Regions from separate parts of the Mus musculus genome. Here region 2 is linked to region 1. A link is a contact called in public promoter capture Hi-C data. All regions are on one chromosome and are shown on one strand. The core of a region is the stretch at or near the end of the contact, and the rest is flanking DNA. Distances in the headings are between cores, read along the strand shown.

Region 1 (2,655 bases), core at 65-2,564:
TGTGTCCTCCTTCCACTGTCCTAATTTCAAACTTCCATGGCAGTATGGATGGATTGGAGGACACTAAGTTCTGACAGCTAGGTCCTAGAGAAGGTGGGAGTGGGGCAGGGAGGAGAAAGTGGTCTGTTGACTGAGCGCTCACGGTACAACCTCTTGTCCCTTGTATAACCCTCAAGCAGGTTTTTCTAATCTCAGGAGGCCGCTTTCCTCCTCATTTCTGTGGGATTAATAATTCCTTTCTTAGTTTTTGCATTGTGAGTCAGAGACTCTGTTGAGGAAAAACTCGCTGGAGGGGTGGGTGGAATGCTGTGTTTTCTTTTACTGGGAAGGTGTATGCTTAGGAGTTGGGTTCTTGAGTCACACTGCCTGGCTTCAAACGCCAGCTTTTCTGGTCAACCAAAGCTTAATGTCTTTGAGCCTTGCTCAATGCCTCTTTTTTAAAGTATGGGAAGTAGCTTTTGGCAAAGTGACAGACACGTGGAGCTCTGGCAGAGAGAAAAGGGAGGAGGCTAGTGAGAGCAGCCGAGTCATAGAACCAAGATGATTGTTGTCGGTGCCACTCAAAGGTAGGCGCTTGTCCCAGTCCTCTGCCCACCATGGCCACACATAGACCTTGGGTGTTCTCGGAGGGGCTTGGGTATGAGCGGGTGCTAGAGCACCAGCAATGGGCGGAATCCGGGGAGGGCGGAGCCAAGCATAGTCCCACAAATCCTCAGATCTAAAAAAGACCAGAACATAACATTGTTCCGAGTTACTATCCTGAAGTGACCCCAACTGGGAGACTGGCCGCACGCCGCTGGACGTCGGGGGTGGAGGGGTAAAGTAAGTGACTTCGCCTTCAGGTACTACTCCAGTATCCCTCCTCCCTTTTTTCAGTCCCAGGTTTCTTCCTTCTGGACCCATTTTCCCTGAAGCACACACAGCTACACCAACCAAATGGCCTGCTGCGGCAAGTTTAGACAGCGTCGGACGTCGGGGCTCAGCGCTAACTAGCCCTGTGCCGGGTTTGCGCTCAGCCGCCGCCTGGGCTCAGGCTGGCTCACGGATAGGCTAGCTATCCAGGGACCAGCTTCAGCTTCAGGACCCTTCTCACGGTCCTCCTTGGCCCCGCCCCACCCCGCCCTCCCTTTGCCTATTGGCAGCCGCACGCGCGTCGGGGGTTGCCAGGGCGACGGGTCGCTAAGCTGCAAGTCAGCTCGAACTCCAGCCAGTCGGCCTCCGGCGGAGGCAGCGGGGGAGGCCGAAGGGCGGGTGGCCGAACGCGGTGCGGGGCGGCGGGGCCCAGGCGGGCGCCTCCTCTCGGCTCGGCACGGCCCCCCTCCCGGCACACAGGCAGGCCGGGGCGGGGGGCCCCCGAGGCCGGAGCGGCCCGGGCCCCGTCGGGGCGGCCAGGGCGTGGCGATGCCGGGTGGTGGCAGCGGCGTCCCGGGCCGGGGCCCGTGACCATGGGCATCGCAGAGTCCACGCCGGACGAGCTGCCGTCGGACGCCGAGGAGCAGCTGCGCAGCGGCGAGCAGCAGCTGGAGCTGAGCGGGCGGCGGTTGCGGCGGCTGCCTAGCGCCGTGTGCGCATTGAGCCGCTTGCAGAAGCTGTATGTGAGCGGCACCGGGCTGCGCGAGCTTCCCGAGGAGATCGAGGAGCTGCGCGAGCTGCGCATCCTGGCGCTCGACTTCAACAAGCTGGAGCGCCTGCCCGACGGCCTGTGTCGCCTACCGCGCCTCACGCGCCTCTACCTGGGCGGCAACCGTCTGCTGGCGCTGCCACCCGACTTTGCGCAGCTGCAGAGCCTGCGCTGCCTCTGGATCGAAGGCAACTTCCTGCGGCGCTTTCCGCGGCCGTTGTTGCGCCTGGTGGCGCTGCAATCGCTGCAGATGGGCGACAACCGGCTGCGCGCGCTGCCCGCCGAGCTGCCGCGCATGACCGGCTTGCGTGGCCTCTGGCTCTACGGCAATCGCTTCGAAGAGTTCCCGCCCGCGCTGTTGCGCATGGGCCGGCTGCACATCCTAGACCTCGACCGCAACCGCCTGGGCGGCTTCCCCGACCTGCACCCGCTTCGTGCGCTCCGAGTTTTCTCCTACGACCACAACCCAGTCACTGGACCCCCGCGGGTGGCAGACACCGTTTTCCTAGTGGGCGAGGGAGCCGTCGAGCGCATGGCTGAGCGCGACGAACCCATTCCGCGGCAGCCAGCCCGGCGTCCAACCCGGGCCTTTGATGATGAGGAGGAAGAAGACCTACTCATAGGAGGCGCAGGACCCAGGGCTCTGGGGCCCACCAGGGACAGCCTCCGAGCCTTGGAAGCTCCTCCAGGATTGGGCACCTGAGCCTCTTCCCTGAGTGATGGGTTGGCTACTCTGGAAGAAGGGACTCTGCGAGGTTGTGGTTGTTTGGATATACGGTGTTGCTGGGCCTCTTACTTGGGGCAGTGAAGGAGCATCATTGAATGAGCTGCCCGGCACAGGCAGGCCTGAGGCCATCTTCAGACAGTACTAGGCAGTAAGAAAGAGTCCCTGGGCTGACCTCTGGGCAGTTTTCAGACCAAGAAGTCTGGGATAGAGCCACTGATGGCACGACAGATGAACCGGTTCTCACCTGGAACCAGGGCCATCACTTATCCGTAGAATCATCCCTACTCTGACTCTGGATGTCAGGGCA
Region 2 (2,655 bases), core at 95-2,594, 45 kb before region 1:
TTCCTTATGGACCAGATAGTAAATAGTTTAACCTTAAGGCCATGTGAGCTCTGTTGTGATTCCTCAGCTCTGCCACTGTAGTACAAAGGAGCCTGGATCCTAATGCAAGCCAGTGAGAGCAGCGCACTAGCAAAGCTGTTTACAAGTGTGGCCGCGGTTAGCCAACCCTGGTATAGCCTAGAGTGTTTGGAGGAAGGACAGAAATGGCCCATGGGCAGTTTATCCATCTGTGGTTCTTGGACATTGCCAGAGTTTCAGCTTGGTTTTTGTTTTTTGCTTGCTTTTAGATTAAAAAAAAAAAAAAAGATTTACTTTTTCTTTAAAAACTTATTTTTATATTGTACAAGAGTGTTTGTGTGTTCAGAGGATTGCTTGTGGGAGGGAAGTGGTTCTTTCTACTACATGGATTCAGGGATTAAACTCAGGTTATCAATCATGGTGGCAAGAGTCTAACCATTGAGCCTTTGAACTGGCTCTTAAAGTTTACTTTTTATTTTTATTGGTATATGTGTGTGGGTGCCTGTGGGTGGCCAGAAAAGGGCATGGTATCTCCTGGAATTGGAGTTAAAGGTAATTGTGAGTAACCTGATATAAGCGCTAGAAGAGATCTCTGGCCCCCTTCAGGAGCAACAAGTACTCATAATAGCTGAGCCATCTCTCCAGACCCAGTTTTGTTTTTTTGTTTTTTAAGATAGGGTTTTACTCTTGCCCAGGCTGGCCTGGAACTCTTTTGGGCCAAGGTGGTCTTGAACTTGTAGTAATCTTCCTGCTTTAGCCTTAAAAGTGCTGAAACCCCATAGACATGTGCACTGTCTGCAGCCTCTTAGCGCCACATCTTTTACATGAACACTGACTATGCACAATTCTTTCTGTGCACCCTTCTGTTGCAGAAGCAAAACCAGCCCCAGAAATATTTGAAAATGAAGTCATGGAATTGCTGAGAGAATTCGCCAAAAACAAAAACAAGGAGCAGAGACTGCGTGCCCCAGATCTGGAGTATCTCTTTGAAAAGCCTCATTAAGCTGGGTACCACTGCCTGTCATGGTGGTCAGTATATGGATAGAAACTGCTTCTGGCACTGACCTTGGCCTCCTGCTTCTCCTTAGACTCTTGAATCTCTCCCAGGAAAGACATGTAATATGTTAGCTGACTCATTCTAACCTGTGCTCGTCTGTACAGCACAGGTCAGACCCCTTACCTGGCTGCTAAGTGCTGTGCTGCAGGTCTGCCACAAGAGGGCACTATAGGGGAAGTGATTCTGCTGCCTCAGCCCCAACAGTACAAAAGACACTGCTGCTGAAGGAAGAGCTGACCCTATCGTCTATCCAGTGACCCTGGGCTTTGTTAAGATAAAACTGCTCCCTTCCAGCGTGATAAGTCCTTTGCTAAGGAATGTCGGTCCAAGCCCCTGAACTGAGCCATCAAAGGCACAGCAAGCTGAATGAGGCACCAAAGCAGGAATATTGTGGGCTTACTAAGTCAACATCTTCATCAAATTTTCACAACATACATGTTTTAAACTGAAAGATAGTTGAATATTGAAGAATATTAAGAGAAGAAAATTGACAGTTCTCTAACCCTCACAATTATCTTCATTTTTGTCTGTTTCTATGCAACCTATAGTCATGCTTATAATGGTGTTTTACAAAATTATAGTCATAAGTTTTCTGACTTTGTGGCATTGAGGCAAACTTTCTCCTCATTCTGACAGCCTTTCAAATTATTTTAGTTGACCAAATAACAGTGACACATAAGAAGTAACATTTTAACTGCGTGTGATAGGTCACACCTATGATCCTAGCCCTTGGAGAACTGAGGTAGGAACATCACTAAGAATTTGAGGCCAGCCTGGACCACACGGTTAGAATGCAGTAGCTAGGAGAGCTGTGCAGTCCTGAAGGCATCCTTTCTGCAGGAGCTCTGCCCTCAGCTGCAAAGAGGCAGTCACTCTGGCCGGTATGTGAGTGTTGGCTAGAGAAAGCAGGCCAGAACTGAGAAGCCTGGGTGGGTAACTACAAGAGCTATAGGAAAAAGTTCCCTGGCCAGGGAGGGAAGCGGGAATCAGCATCAGTTACCTCACAACGCTCCCACAGACAAATAGCATTGGGCCTACTTAAGGACAAGAGATTGCCTTGGAAGGAGTCAGCAATGCATCCATGATCAAAAAGCCAGGATTTGGGGCTGGAGAGATGGCTCAGCGGTTAAGAGCACTGGCTGGCTGTTCTTCTAGAGGACCTGATTCAGTCCCTAGCACCCACAAAGCAGCTCACAACTGTCTGTAACTCTAGTTTCAAGAGGATCTGACACAGATGCAGGTGAAACACCAACGAATATTTTTTAAAAATCATAAAAAGGTTAATAAAAAGACGAAAGCTGGAATATATTATTGTTTGATCTACATCCAAAGCTCATGAACGTTCTGCTAGACAACACGGTAGCAACCGTCACTGGACAATTGAAGGCAAGAATGACAGTTCTGAGACAGCTCTGTATTGCTCTGTGGTAGGTAGGAGGCCACTAGCTACTTCCCAAAGTGAGGATCCACCCAGAATCCCCCAGGCCCCACTGTAGCTCTGGTAAGAAGATGCAGGGTAGCATGGTGTACAGTGTAGCATGGTGGTTATGAGTCCAAGCCTTTGCTCTATTGCTTAGCTG

Evidence for each region. Promoter capture Hi-C pulls out the DNA fragments that hold promoters and counts their contacts.
Region 2: a promoter capture Hi-C map of stem cell-derived epiblast-like cells shows a contact between it and region 1, with 2.2 times the contacts expected there. The contact joins the enhancer-like site here to the promoter of Lrrc10b in region 1. A contact is called at or near these places in 24 of 39 promoter capture datasets (the 3T3-L1 cell line, 3T3-L1-derived adipocytes, the C10 cell line and 13 more), 7 of 15 datasets of contacts at CTCF or cohesin (CD8 T cells, the NIH/3T3 cell line, embryonic stem cells and 3 more), 94 of 484 Hi-C or Micro-C datasets (the 4T1 cell line, 8-cell embryo, B cells and 55 more), 15 of 115 datasets of contacts at active chromatin or transcription factors (the HPC-7 cell line, astrocytes, embryonic fibroblasts and 10 more) and 5 of 9 other capture datasets (adipose tissue, embryonic stem cells, embryonic trunk and 2 more).

The regions. Positions count from the first base shown.
Region 1 is chr19:10,456,106-10,458,760 of GRCm38.p6, reverse strand. It overlaps Lrrc10b (leucine rich repeat containing 10B), which reads left to right and starts at 1,314. Exons shown (of 1, transcript NM_001111140.2): 1 at 1,314-2,655. The coding sequence starts at 1,446. The coding sequence ends at 2,324.
Region 2 is chr19:10,501,365-10,504,019 of GRCm38.p6, reverse strand. It overlaps Sdhaf2 (succinate dehydrogenase complex assembly factor 2), which reads left to right. Exons shown (of 4, transcript NM_025333.4): 4 at 891-2,655. The coding sequence ends at 1,021. Among named protein-coding and RNA genes, the nearest start is that of Ppp1r32, 20 kb to the right of the region's middle. Within about 2 kb of position 1,344, at least 26 of the 459 cell types and tissues checked have an H3K27ac peak or open chromatin away from gene starts, as enhancers often do. A contact at or near this core is called in B cells, bone marrow-derived macrophages, embryonic cerebral cortex and 5 more, where this site is marked.